2 separate regions of the Anas platyrhynchos genome follow, and region 2 is linked to region 1. A link is a contact called in public Hi-C data. All regions are on one chromosome and are shown on one strand. The core of a region is the stretch at or near the end of the contact, and the rest is flanking DNA. Distances in the headings are between cores, read along the strand shown. Region 1 holds the start of CDH15 (cadherin 15). Region 2 overlaps CBFA2T3 (CBFA2/RUNX1 partner transcriptional co-repressor 3).

What was found. Hi-C and Micro-C count contacts between places; a contact is called where the count stands out from the background.
Region 2: a Hi-C map of skeletal muscle shows a contact between it and region 1, with 2.7 times the contacts expected there. The contact joins the enhancer-like site here to the promoter of CDH15 in region 1. A contact is called at or near these places in 2 of 8 Hi-C or Micro-C datasets (liver and skeletal muscle).

Annotation. Positions count from the first base shown.
Region 1 is chr12:1,607,613-1,614,682 of IASCAAS_PekinDuck_T2T, forward strand. CDH15 (cadherin 15) reads right to left here and starts at 4,418. Exons shown (of 14, transcript XM_072043801.1): 1 at 4,261-4,418; 2 at 3,279-3,413; 3 at 2,890-3,045; 4 at 2,664-2,808; 5 at 2,416-2,576; 6 at 2,137-2,265; 7 at 1,860-2,045; 8 at 1,507-1,760; 9 at 1,267-1,409; 10 at 951-1,187; 11 at 630-869; 12 at 1-37. The coding sequence starts at 4,311.
Region 2 is chr12:1,701,147-1,708,216 of IASCAAS_PekinDuck_T2T, forward strand. It overlaps CBFA2T3 (CBFA2/RUNX1 partner transcriptional co-repressor 3), which reads left to right. Exons shown (of 12, transcript XM_038185522.2): 2 at 5,442-5,588; 3 at 6,493-6,570. Among named protein-coding and RNA genes, the nearest start is that of PABPN1L, 12 kb to the right of the region's middle. Within about 2 kb of position 2,810, at least 3 of the 8 cell types and tissues checked have an H3K27ac peak or open chromatin away from gene starts, as enhancers often do.

The DNA.
Region 1 (7,070 bases), core at 3,168-5,667:
CGCCCGCGCACCTGTGCAGCCCCCAGGAGTGCCAGCACTGCGGGGGGGAGAGGGTGGGCATGGGGCCAGGACCCCCTCAGGGGGAATGGGGTGTAGGGTATTGGGCAAGGAAGGGACGGGGATGGGGCTGGGGTGGCATGGGATGGGGATGGGATGGGGATGGGGATGGGGATGGGGATGGGGATGGGGATGGGGATGGGATGGGGATGGGGATGGGGATGGGGATGGGGATGGGGATGGGGATGGGGATGGGGATGGGGATGGGGATGGGGATGGGGATGGGGATGGGGATGGGGATGGGGATGGGGATGGGGATGGGGATGGGGATGGGGATGGGGATGGGGATGGGGATGGGGATGGGGTGGGGTGGCCAGGACTGGGCTAATTTGATGTGGGCCATGGGATGGGGTGGGATACGGTGGCCAGGACCATGATAGGGTGATGAGGGACATGGGTTGGGATGGGTTGTGGTGGCCAGGACTGGGATGGGGCAGTGGGTTGGGGGCTGGGGGTTGGGACGTGGTGATGGAGCGTGCTGCTGGGATTTGGGTCCTGCACCATGAGGAGAGACACGAGGAGGGGTTGGGGTACCCAGGAGTGGGTGGGGGGGCTCTGGGGGTGTCACTCACGCAGGAGCAGGGTGCTGCTGCCGAGGATGACCAGGAGAGCCTCCAGGGTGATGCCGACCCCGGCGGTGGCAGCGGCCAGGACGCCGTCCTCGCAGGTGCCATCGCGGCCGCAGGGACACACCGAGACGTTCAGCAGCTGCTGCTGCTCCCGGGGGGGGGTCCCCGAGTCCCGCAGCAGCAACGGCAGCGAGTAGAGCCCCTCGGGCAGCTCCACCAGCACGGCCAGCACCGCGTGGGTCACTGCGGGGGGGGCACAAGGGCTGGGGTGAGTGGGGACCCCCCATGCGACAGCGACCCCCCTGAACTCCAGCCCTCCCTCACCATTGAAGCGGGTGATGCTCCAGTTCCGGGCGAGCTGGGGGTGCTGGGGGCTGAGCTGGAAGTGGAAGGGGGCTCCGTGGGGGGGGCGGTCGTCGTCGGTGGCCCCCAGCAGCAGGCTCCCCCCGCGGCCAGGCCGCCCGCACACCACGCCGGCCGGCGGCTGCAGCAGGGGCGCGTGGTCGTTCACCTCCAGGATCTCGATGGAGAGCGTGCCGGTGGCGGACAGCGGGGGCTCGGCTGGGTGGGGGCGAGGAGCAGAGGGGTCAGGGGGTGCCGAGGGGCACAGGGGGGGGCTCGGGGGGGGTGGGGTGCTCACCGTCATCACGGGCGAGCACCAGGGCGATGTACCAGCCGCCCTGCAGGAAGGCCGAGGGGTGCCGCAGCTCCCGCTTGGTGCGCACGGTGCCGGAGTGCGGGTCCAGCTGCAGCCAGCCCGCGGGGTCGTACAGCAGCGCGTAACTGGGGGCACAGGGCGGGGGGCACACCATCACCACCCCCCCTTCCCAAAAATACCCACCGCCGGCTGCACACCTGGGTGCCCAAATGCAGCACTCACGTGAGGGTCTGGAGCTGGCGCGTGTCGGGGTCGCTGGCGGTGTAGGTGGTGACAGGGGTGCCCGGGGGGGCCCCCTCTGGCACGCTGACTCGCCGCGGGTTCTCGCGGAAGACGGGCGCCTCGTTCACGTCCCGCACCCGCACCTGCACCGTGGCCAGCGCCCGCGGGCTGCCCGGGGCCCCCGGCTCCAGCGGCTGCTGGTTCTGCACCGACACCGTCAGCTGGAAGCGGTCCCGCACCTCGTGGTCCAGGGGCTGCCGAGGGGTGGGGGGGACACACAGGGGGTCAGCGGAGCTGCCAGCACCCCCATCCCCATGCCCAGCACACCGGGTGCCCCCCCCCCGGGTGCCCACCTTGGCCACGGAGAGCACGCCGTCGTTGGTGTAGGGGTCGGTGTGGATGGCAAAGGCGCCCTCGGGGTCGCCCTCCAGGATGGTGAATTTGGCCAGCCAGTTGGGCGAGCCGGCCAGGTCCTTGTCGTGCACCAGGACCCTGCCCACCTCCAGCCCGGCCGCCTGCTCCTCCACCTCCATGGAGAACTGGGGGGGGAGCAGCACGGGGCTGGCACCTACCCCCCAGGATCCAATGTCCCAAATTGTGTCCCCCCTCGTGTCCCACCCCAACCGCTACCTCCTCCTTGGTGAACTCGGGGGCGTTGTCGTTGATGTCCTCCAGGTAGATGACGGCTGTGGCCGTGGTGGTGAGCCCGTCCCCGGACATATCGGCCGCCTGCAGCGTCAGGTTGTACACCCCCACACTCTGCGGGGGGGCAAGGGGGAGGCGCTGAGCCCCCCCAGCAGCCACAGGGACGAGGTGTCCACCCCTCACCACGGCTGGCCGTGCGCACGGACCAACCCATGGCTCCTCCAGCCCCGGTGCCCCCCTTAATGCCCCCCCCGTGCCCCCTACCTCTCGGTCGAGGCCGGGCCGTGCGGTGCAGATCTCTCCCGTGGTGGCGTTGATGCTGAACATGCCGCCCGCGCCCTGCTCCAGGATGGAGAACCGCAGCGCCGCGTTGTCCGTCTCGGGGTCATCGGCATCGGTGGCCTCCACCGTCATCACGCAGGTCCCTGCGGCCACCAGAGCACCCCCGGTGGGTGCTGGCACGGGGGCCGGCTCGTGTCCCCCCCCCACCCCGGGTGGCCGCGGGGTCCCACCTGGCTCGGCGCCCTCCACCACGCGCCCCGTGAAGACGTCCTGGCGGAAGAGCGGCCGGTTGTCGTTCTGGTCCACCACGATGATCTCCAGGTCCGTGGGGTCCTCCAGTGTCACGCCGCCCAGGTCCAGGGCAAAAGCCTTCAGCTGGGGGCACGAAGCAGGTGGGTGAGGGTGAAGGGGGGGGGCTGGGGGCCACGGGTACGCACAGCCGGGTCATATCCTTACCCGAAATCGGTCGTTCTCCTCCCGGTCCAGCATGGCGTTGAGGAAGACCTTGCCGCTGAACTTGTCGATGGAGAAGATGCCCAAGGGCTCCTCGTCCACCCCCGGCCCCTTGATGCTGTAGATCACCCCCCCCGGCTGCTGCTTGTCCGACTTGATCTGCCCAGAGGAAAGCAGGGCTGGGGCTGGGGGGCTGGGGGCTGCCCCCCGGACCCCTGGGGTCGTGGTGGGGGGGGTGCCTCACCCCCAGGGCAGGGTGCTTGGGGTGGGGGGGTCCCTGCACCCAGGGGAATTGGGGCTCCATCCCCTCCGTGCTACATGGGGATCTCCTCACTGGGGGGGCCCTGTGCTGCCCCCCATAGTGTCCCCCCCCCATTTTTTTCCCCGCCTACCTGCACCAGGAGGTGTGGGATGCGCTTGTGGTTCTCCGAGACGCTGATGGGGGGGATCACCCAGGCCCTCTTCACCCGCCGGGGGCCCTCGTGCTGCCGCCAGCCGGGGGGGCTGCCTGGGGCCGTGCTGGCACCCTGAGGGGGGAGGGGACACCGTGCTGCCGAGTGGGACACGGGGGCTTCGTGGTGGCCCCCCCCCCATCGTGGTGATGGGCACCCCAAGAAGGGGGCAGAAATGCCTGGCACGGCCCCAACCCATATCACCGTCACCGCATGGGGGGGTCCGGGCTGGGGTGGGGGGCACGGAGCTGGGGGGCTGCAGCCAGGGCTGGGCTGGGGGCATGTGGGGAGACCCCCCCCCCCCTTCCCGTTTATCTGGGAGGCTGCTGGAGCTCGGGGAGGGCAGGGAGGGGGTGGTTGGATAATGGGGGGGGGGTGAGGGGGGTCCCTGTGGGTCCGCTTGCCTTCCTTCCCCCCCCCCCAGAGCTATGGGGCCCAGGCCAGACCCCGACAGCCCCACATGGCTCAGGCCTGAGGCCGCGGTGAGGGGCACGGGGGGGGCTGTGTGCGAACAGTGGGGTGGGAGGGGGCTGGGGGGGGGGAAATCCGGCAGTGCTGCTAGGGGTGGTGAGGGGAGCAGCGTGTTTCTGAGCACCAGCCCCCCCCATACCCCTCTCGCCGCTTTCCAGCCCAGGCAATGTGCCGGAGGCCCCCCCCCCTGCCCCGGCCACCGCCACCATCTGTGGGGTGGGAAATGGCCCAGGAGGGGCGCAGAGCCTGCGACACCCCCGTCCCCATCCCCGACACCCCCCTCCCCATCCCCAAATCCCCCCTCTCCATCCCCAAATCCCCCCTCTCCATCCCCGACACCCCCGGAGACGTGCGTCCGCAGGGCCTGGGCCCCATCCCAGCCACCCCCCACCCCCACCAACCCATTTTTTAGGGGGGTGGGGGTAAGTTTCAGCCCCCCCCCATCCCTTACCCTGGCGCAGAGGGGGGCGAGCAGGCAGGCGAGCAGGAGCGGGGGCCCCATGGCCGAGCGGGCGCAGTCCGAGCCGCTCGCCGGCCCCGAGCTAAAATAACCGCGGGGCTGGCTGAGTGACAGCACATGTGCTGCCGAGCGGCCCGGGCCCCCCCCGGCAGGGCAGCTGGCCCCACAGCCCCCCCCCGCCGCCCCCCGGCCCGGCCCGATGCCGCCCGGCTGCGCGCAGGGGGCCCGACGGGGCTGGCGGTGCGCACGGGGAGACCGGGGAGAAGGGGGTCCGAAAGGCTGGGGGGGGTCCACGAAGGGGTCCCCGGGGGTGCTGCGTGTCCCCCCCCCTCCTCCTTTGCACGGCACTTTGTGGATGGGGGCTGCGCCCCCCCTCGCCCCGGGCAGGGCGCTGGGAATGCGGCAGCTGCCGCCGGGTGCGCCCCGGGGATGCCGCGACGGGGCGGGCGGAGAGCCCCGGGCCCGCTGCTCCCCCCCCCCCGGCAGCACGGCCCCGGCCCCCGCCCGGCATCGTCGCCCCCCTCCTGCTCTCAATCTCCCCCCTCCCGGGGGGGCTCTGCTCGCCCCCAGCCCCGCCGGGCCCCCGCGGCCGCGTTCCGGGGCAGGTGCGGGGCCATCTGGGCTGGCGGCGGGCGCTGGGCGGGGGCCAGGGCGGGCTGCGAGGGGGGGGGGGCAGCGGCAAGGCTGGGGCCAGCACCAGCCCAGCACAGTCCCAGCCCCATTCCCACCTCACCCCATACAGCTCCAACCCCATCCCATCCCATATCCCCACCCCCATCCCATCCCATCCCATCCCATCCCCATCCCCATCCCATCCCATCCCATCCCCATCCCATCCCATCCCATATCCCCACCCCCATCCCATCCCATCCCATCCCATATCCCCATCCCCATACCCATCCCATCCCCATCCCCATCCCCATCCCCATCCCATCCCATCCCATCCCATCCCATCCCATCCCATCCCATCCCACCCCATATCCCCATCCCCATCCCATCCCATCCCATCCCATCCCATCCCATCCCATCCCATCCCATCCCATCCCATATCCCCATCCCATCCCATCCCATCCCATCCCATCCCATCCCATCCCATATTCCCATCCCATCCCATCCCCATCCCCATCCCCATCCCATCCCCATCCCCATCCCATCCCATCCCATCCCATCCCCATCCCCATCCCATCCCCATCCCATCCCATATCCCCATCCCAATCCCATCCCATCCCATCCCATCCCATCCCATCCCATCCCATATCCCCACCCCCATCCCATCCCATCCCATCCCATCCCATCCCATCCCATATTCCCATCCCATCCCATCCCCATCCCCATCCCCATCCCATCCCCATCCCCATCCCATCCCATCCCATCCCATCCCCATCCCCATCCCATCCCCATCCCATCCCATATCCCCATCCCAATCCCATCCCATCCCATCCCATCCCATCCCATCCCATCCCATCCCATATCCCCACCCCCATCCCATCCCATCCCATCCCATCCCCATCCCCATCCCCATCCCCATCCCATCCCATCCCATCCCATATTCCCATCCCATCCCATCCCGCAGCACCAGAGGGCAGCATCGCCCCGGCCACCAGCTCCGTGTCCCCGCACCCCGGGGGCCGCACCGGGGAGCGGCCGGGTGGGGGGGGCCGGGCTGCAGCGAGTGCCTCCCCCCACCCCATCCAGCCCCGTTCCCCTCCCTGGGGACCCCCCGGTTCCCTCCTGCGCAGAGCATCTGGAGAGCGCTGCGGGGCTGCTGCAGGGGGGGCAGCCCAAAGGAAAAAAAGCTGGGGGACACAGGGGGGTCTTCTGCCCCCCCCCCAGCTCCTCACCGAAGCCAAGCGGTGGCAGGGCTTCAGGTGGCCAGGGGACAGCAGAGGGGACATGGAGCCGTGCCACGAATGGGTGAGCGTCGGGCACCGGTGACCCCATGGCACGGCTCAGCCCCCTCCCCGTCCATCTGCCCGACCCCATTTATCCGCCCACCCTCCTGCCCTGCCACCCCACATCAGTGTCACAGCGGGGAGCAGCCCCGGTGGCTGTGGCTGGGGGTCCTGGCAGCTGACCCTGACCCTAATGCGCCGTGGCAGCGGGGTGGCCGAGCAGATGTTCCCTGCCACTGGCACCGCGGCGCAGGGGGCACGGGGCGCAGACGTGATGGGCTCTGACAAGGTGCCAGCGCCAGGCCGTGGGCACATCCCGGTGGCACAGCTCCGTTCCCAGCAGGGCAGCGTGGCCTCTGACCCCCCAGCCCCCAAAACCTGCCCCTTGAGCCCAGCCCAGCACAAGAGTTTTGGGGCTTGTGCCCAGCTGCGTCCCCAGTGCGGCACTGGGACCAGTCCTGCCCTAACGTGGGTGCGGTGGGGGAGCGAGCAGCCGGGAGCGTGGCGCTGAGCAGCGAGGTGCCAAATGCCGGCACAGCAGCCGTAAAGCCACCGGAGCTTCGGTTTTATACGGCCATAAAAGATAATGTCAGCCATAAAGCGCGAGCGTGGGGCCCGGCGTGCCGAGCCGTGCTGAGCCCAGGGCAGGGATGAGCGGCTGGGAGCACCCAGGGGACAGCCCCCAGCTCCCTGGGGACACCCCAACAAGGGGTGAGCGGCACCGCAGGGCTCTGGCAGCTCGGGGCATTGCACCCATGGGTGCCCTGGGGTGGCTCCAGGCAGGGGGAGGCTGCAGCGGGGTCGGGGACGCTGCGGGATGGCCCCGTTGGTGGTGCCCGAGTTGGGTGGTGGGGCGGGCGCATTAAGGAGGCTACTTTGGGTTTTGTTGTTGTTTTAATGGTTTTATTG
Region 2 (7,070 bases), core at 1,560-4,059, 92 kb after region 1:
GCTGAACTGCACAAAATGTTCGACTTGTAAAATATGTAGCGTGAGAAAATAGCCTTTTCTGCTCTCCTCCTCGCCGCCGCGGCTCCCCCTGCCCCATCTGCTTGCTTGGAAAGCTTCCCGCAGCCGGGGAAAGGAGGAGGGGTGGTGGGGGGGTGCGAGGCCGGCGCAGCTGACGGCACGAGGGTCACCCGGCGATCGCTGCCGGGACGGCCGGGCTGCAGGATGGTGCTCGCCCCGTGGGCATCGTGGGCACACCCAGGGGGTGTTTGGTCCACGGTGCGCGGGCAACGAGTCCTCTGCAAGTGGCCGTGTGGCTCCGGGGGCTGCTGTCACCCGGGGATGCGCTGTGGGGACGGCACCGGGAGAGGTGGCCAGGCTGTGCCGCGGTCCCGGGGCGATGCAGACACCTCTGGTGGGGTTCCCAAAATGGGGGGCGTCATGGGGAGGGCAACGGGAAATACCCCTGTGAGGCGCCCGGCCGGGGGCGGGGAGGGAGCCGAAATCCCCGGAGCTGGCGACGAGCCATTGTTTTCACCAGCCACCTTAATCCATCATTATCTGGGCATATTTCGGATCCTTGCCAAGAGCAAGGTGGGAAGGGGGGGGGGGGGGGCTGTAAGCATGCTTTCCCTATTCCCCTGCCATCCTTTTTGCTGCCTGTGTGTAATTAACAGAGTAATTAAAAACAGGATGAGTTAATTGGTATTCATTTATGTGGCAGATGTTTTTAATTGAGATACGAAACAATTTACCTGTTTACATAAACAATAGCAAATGAAGGCTTGTAAAACAGAGAGGGCTTTTTTTTTTCCCTTTTTTTTTTTTTTTTTTGAGGAAAATCAGAATAACCTCCCTCTCCCTCCCTCTCCCTCCACCCTGGCTCCAGCTGACCGGCAGCTGATGGCTGTGGCCCTGGGGGGGCTGCAGGTCCTCGGGGGTGCTGCTCAGGGCAGCGGGCAGGGCTCTGGGGTCCCTGATTCCCCGGGGAGCGCGGGCACCTCTGCGGTGCCCACCCAGCCAGGGGCTGCAGGGAGAGGGAAGGAAATTGGGATGTGGCAAAGGGAAACCCACCGTGCTCCCCGTGTGGGGTGGCTGGAAGTGTCCCAGGTTGGGGCATGGCTCAGGGCACCCATGGGCGAGGGATCCCCAAATTCACCGGCTGCACGGCGTGGTGCATGGCGTGGATTTTGGGGGAGCAGGGAGTGTGCTGCCCGTGGTGTGAGCATCTTTGAGAGCAGGGGATGCCCGAGCACCGTGGGGTGCCCGCAGTGCCGGGTGCTGCCCGGCTTCCTGGCGGCGGTGGCTCTGCAGCCACAGCTCCCCGTTTGCAGGGCGCCTGCAAGTGCCTCGCTGGGCCTGGAGCTGCCAGAGGCCAGGTTTCGTTTACATCTTCTGCAGAGGCTTTAATTAATTTGATTTCCTTTTAAAAGGCTTCATTTGTGCTGACTGGTGCTGGGGCTTGCGTCGCTTCGCCCCCCCACCCCAACTCCTCCCGCACCCTGCAGCCCGGCTCCCCAAAATGTGCTGCTTCAGGGAAACCTCACAAAGTTGTCAGAGCGAGGAGGAGACACCGGTGCCACCTGTGTGGGGTGGTGGGAGCCGTGTGGGGTGTCCCCATTTTCTCCTTCGCCCCTCGGCTCCAGCCCCAGCTGCTGCTCCTTCTCCACCCCCTCACCTCTTTCCAAAGCCCCCTGGGGACGTGGGACACCCCGGCCGTGGCTGTGTGATAGGCCTGGAGTTGCGCAGCACCCTTCTGGCACACCACCATCCCGCTTCCCTCCCCTTCATGCGCAATTTGGGGGGAGCCACGTCCTCCCCCACCAGCTGCCTGCCATCGTCACCATGTCCCGGGGGTGGGGACCTTTCCCCACGCTGGGGATGTCCCCAGGAGCTGACAGCAGGGTGCTGGGGAGGGTTTAGCCCGTGCGCCACGGCTCCTTGGGGTGCCCACGCTGGGATTTGGGGCACGGGCACCCCCATAACACCCCCGTTCTTTGCGCCAGGAAGGCACCGGGGTGGCTGGCGCCGCGTGCGCCCACCCGGGGGTGCTGGACGGAGCTCGGGGGCGCCGGCGCCCTGCGGTTCCCCCCCACCCGTGCCCGGCTCGCACACGTGGGAGCGCGGCCGCCCGGCTGCCGGCGCGGAGAGCTGCCCTAACGCGCTCCAGATGGAGAGGCTCCGGCCCTCGCGATCTTATCAGGGAGTTGTTCTTGGCCCCCGTGGCACCAGCAGCTGAGCAGCAGGAATGCTTTCCTTTGTTTGGGAGGCAGCCTGGCTTCGGGGAGACGTCGCCTCCAGCATCTGGATTTCATTTGTGGCCATTTGGAGAGCATGAAGGATGCTGTTCTTTTAATTCCCTTTTAACCCCTTCCTCGATGGCAAAGCCTCGCCGGGAGGCTCGCAGGCAGCCGGAGCTTTCCGACAGCCGCTGCTGCACCGGGATGGCTCCGTGCCCACGGGAGCAGAGCGGGCACTGCCTTTGGGTGCCACGCAGCCACACAGGGACTGGCATGTCCCTGTCCTTGTCCCCAGCCACCCCAAGGCCTGGCTAAAGGGTGCAGAGAGCAGGGGGCACAGCAGGGGGATTTGCACCCCCAGGCTTGGGAAGCTGGCTGGCGCACGTGGTGCCCTGCTTTGGCACCCGCAGGGGTGGCAGTGGGCACGGTTGTGGCCGTGTGGCACCAGTGGGCACCGTCCCCAGCCAGCACGTGGGGGGTTAAGGCCTCCGGTGTGACAAATCGGGGTCGGGGGGTGCGTGGGGTTCGGCATCTGATTCCCACCGGGAGGCAGGGCGGGGTACGGCCCCGCTCCGGCCAGCGGAGGAGAAAATACTAATCCTTTTATTTTTATATTATTACTTATTCATCTGGGCTGCACAGGCCTAATGGAAACCAGATGTAGGAAAACAGACACAGCCCCGAGCGGCTGGGACAAATTACCCCAAAGAAAAAGAAAAAGAAAAAAAAAAAGGAAAAAAAAAAAAAAAAAAAAAGGATTCCAGTAGAGTTTGAGCGGTGCCGGGGAATTGGTGCCACGCTCGGAGGCGCTGCCGGGGGGCAGAGCCTGGGCACGGGCTGGCGACCGCCTGCCGCTGACGGGGAGGGCAGGACGGACAGAGGGACACGTGGCAGGACAGCAGGACGTGGCCAGGCTGCCGTCACCGGTGCTTCAGAGCCTCACAGGAGCTTCGTGGGGCTGGAGGCAAAAGCTGGGGCTTCCAGGGTGGTTTGGCGAAGCGAGGGGCAGCGCCCTGCTTCTGGCACGTGTGACGCCGTGGGGATGGTGCCACCGGGGCGCACGGGTGTCCCTGCAGCCTGGCTCTGTTTGCTTTGGGCTTTTCTGGGCTTCAGCACCGAGAAATCCGGCACTTCGGGGGCTGCCTCCTGCTCCTGTGCCCGCGCGGCGGTGTTTGGATTGCAAACGCAGCAGGAAAAACTTATGGCTTCAAGAGATGGAGGAGGGAAAAAAAAAAGAGAGAGAGAGAGAGAGAAATAACACACCCAGACGCAGTTTCCCCTGGTGTTTGTTCAGCTTCGTGGAGACTTTCCTCCTGATGGGAAGCTGCGGAGCAGCCGTGCCGGCGCCAGGATGAGCGGATTTGTGCTTTTTCCCCCAAGCCCAGGCAGAGCCAGGCCCCTCTGCTGCAGCCCCTTGGAGCCAGATCCACACAGGGAGCGTGGTACAGGTGCCGTGGCACAGGGTCCCCAGGGTGCCACCTCTCCACCTTCTCCTCCAGCTGGACGAGCCCCGTGGCCTCCATGCCGTGCCCCTGCTTGGGGGGACGCTGGCTGAGGGGAAGGATGCCCAGATCCGTGCTTTGCCAAGGGGCAGGGGGTGCTGAGCCAAGGAGGGTTTGGCTGTGCCCTGTTGCACGCTCTGTGGATGAAGGGACTGGCTGCGCTCACACCCACCTCGTGGTGGGCTCGTGGGGGCCACGTGGATGGCAGCCCCCCGGCTGTGCCAGGGCTCCCCCTCGTCTCCATGCGTCCTGGGGACACTCAGCAGGGGCTGGGCTTGGCAGCATCATGAGGGCACGCGTGGGATGTGGGCTGCAGGCTGACCTCTCCTTGTCACCCTTTTTGTCCTCGGGGCACAAAACCCATGCTCTGCGTCCCTTCTGGTGCTGGAGCCTCGTGAGCCTGCGGACACATCTCCATGTGGGCAGCCAGAGCTGGTTCCAGTCCGAAGCACTGGACCCACCACCTCTCGTGCCTCCCCCGTGCCAGGGCTGTCCCCGGGGCTGTTACACCTGGCGTAAAGCTGCAGAGCCACACAACGGGCCCAGGAGGTGGGAGGGAGGCTGCAGGTCAGGGTGCGAGCCAGGCACCCCCTGGCATCGTCCCCCCCCCCAGCATCTTCCAACAAGTCCCTTCTGTCCTGCCTGGAGGAGCCGTTCCCAAACCCCGTGGCGAGGAAAAGCAGAGGTGTTTTTCAAAGCATCCCGTTTATTTTGGCAGAGCCCGCGAACAAACTGCTGCTCCGTGGCAGAGGTGCTGTTTAGCCTTGGGGGTTTCTCCTGTGGCTGGAGAGGGAGAAGGGGGCGCAGAAAGGCAAACCCCAGCACGCAGTGCCAGGATGGCCCTGCACACCAGCCAAGGACACTCACTTGGTGCCAGGGGTGCCGTGGGACCGCGGTGGTGACCTCCAGCCCTCCTGGCTCCCCACTCCTCCCCACGTGGCATCAGCTGCAGGATGAGCCCTGCTAGCATCTTGCTCGGGACGAGGCCCCGGTTTTATTTAGCCCGGACCATGTGCTCTCGCCGGGCTCGATTAATCTCCCGACAGTTGCAGCGGATTAGGCGTGCGCGTTAGATGAGTGGGTAGCAGCCGTGCCTGGTGGCGAGCCCGCTGCGTGCAGCGGGGACCCTGGCCAGGATGGTGACAGACCTGTGCAGCTGGCGTGCTCGTGGCCACTTGGCACGGCATGGCACAGCATGGCACGGCAGCCTCTGGGCTGTGGGTGGCACAGGGAGCAGCATCGTGTGCCAGCCATCGTGCACCCAGGATTTGCTGCCCGTGCGCAATCCCTGCCCGGCACCACGATGCCCGCAATCGCCCTGGGGCTGGCGAGGTGCTAGCGGGCAGCCTGGGCACGGGATCCCCGAGGTCGCTGCTGGCAGGCGGGTGGCTTTGCAGGGATGGCAGCTGTGATAATGCTGTGATAATGTGCCCGGGCTGTGCTGTGCGCAAGATGTGGAGCTCACACCTTGCAGAGCCGTGCCCTGTCCCTTCTCCAGTGCCACACATCCGTGGAGGATTCAGGGCACCGTCCCCACCACCCTACAGGGACACAGGGCACCGGGCACCGTCCCCACATGTCCCTGCGCTCCCACTCCACTTGGGGACCGGCGACACCCGAGGTCCCCGAGGCCCTGACCCTCCGGGCAGGGGCTGTCCCCGGCGGCACTGCCCCGCTCACCGCGCGCGCCCTGTCCCCGCAGATCCCGCGGCGAAGCGGGCCGCCACCATGCCCGACTCGCCGGCCGACGTCAAGACGCAGCCCAGGTCCACGCCGCCCAGCATGCCGCCACCGCCGCCGGCCGTCACGCAGGGAGCCACGCGCCACCCCTCCTTCACGCCCAGCACCAGTGAGTATGGGGACGGGGAGGGGACGGCGGGCAGGGGGGCTGCCCGGCTCCCTCGGCCACGTGCTGCCTTTGGGATCCGTCGCGACCTCGTTGCGCTGCGTGGTGCTGGCCGTGCCGTGGGGTGGTGATCCTTGTTGGTGTGCTGGAGAAGGGATTTGGGATGTGTGTGGGCTCTGCCTGTCCCCAGCGAGTTGCTTGGGGACAGGGACGCCCTGGTTTCCTGATGCGTGGTCACCAAACGGGAGCACGGAGCAGCTGGAGGAGGCTGCAGGGCTCGGAGCTGGGCACGGCCACGTGGGTGTGTGTGGCACCGGGCGGTGCGGGGCAGTGTCACGGCTGGCTGTGGTGGTGGGGACCTGCTGGCTGTGCCCAGGTGACAGAGTGGTGGCATCGAGGTGCTCTATAGGGACTGCAGGTCTCTGCACGCTGGCTGCCGCGGCCCTGCTGCGCTCCCAAGCAGATGTTCTCTAATTAGAAATCGGATTGTGCTCTCTGCGCTCTGATGGGTTTTGCTTTTTAATCCAAGCCCTGCAGTGGATGCAGGGCTCTGGGATCCGTGTGCGGGGCTGGTGCGGGCGTCCCCATCCTGCTGGTGTGGGCACCGTGTGGGCAGCCGGCTGCCAGCACCACCAGGCCTCGGGACGGAGTTTTGGTTGTTCTTGGTCTCGAGGAATTTCCACAAGCTGCCCCTCGAGCTGGGGCTGGGCAGGGACTGTACGAGGAGGGGGGCATCCTCGGAGCCTTTCCGTGGGCTGCGTGGGGTCGATGGACCCGGTTCCATCCCCGGCACGTCGGGCTCCACGCGGCTTCGCCCGCAGGACGAGCGGGCCGTGCCCAACGGGACCCCCGGCCGAGAGCTGCCGCCTCTGCTCTCTCATCATAGCGTGTTTTATTTTGCTTGCAGATCGAGACGCTGGCCCTCCGACGTTTCTGCCTCGCGGCCGTTTTCATGGTTGCTTGAAATGGTCGATGGTCTGTCTTTGTAAGTAAAATGAAACGTACGCTCTAATGAGAGACCCGAGACGCAGCCCGAGCCCCCCCCGGCCGGTGCCCCTGGCAGTGCTCTGCCCCCCCAGCCCCTCTCCTTGCCCCGTCCCAAGGATGCAAACCCCGTCCCCGGCCCGGCCGAGGGACACGTGCGGCGTCTAACTTAGTCCCCACCTGTCGTGGGAATAAAAGCAGTTGTGGCCGGGGGTTATTTTCGGCACCTCTTTAGCGGGCGGCTGGGACCGGCCGGCCGGAGAGCGAGGGGGAGCCCGTGGAAGCAGCCAGGGCAGGCAGGGCTGCAGCACCCCGCAGCACCAGTACCACCAGGTCAGGGCGATGGTGGGAGCAGCACGGTGCATGCCCGGGTGCTGGCGGAGGGGTGCGAGGCCGTTGTGCACAGGGGGGACGGGCTGCAGGGGGCTGACACCCGTGCTGCCCACGGAGAGGTCGCTGCGCCGAGGGCTGGCACGGGAACGGGGTGCGCCCTGTTGTGCG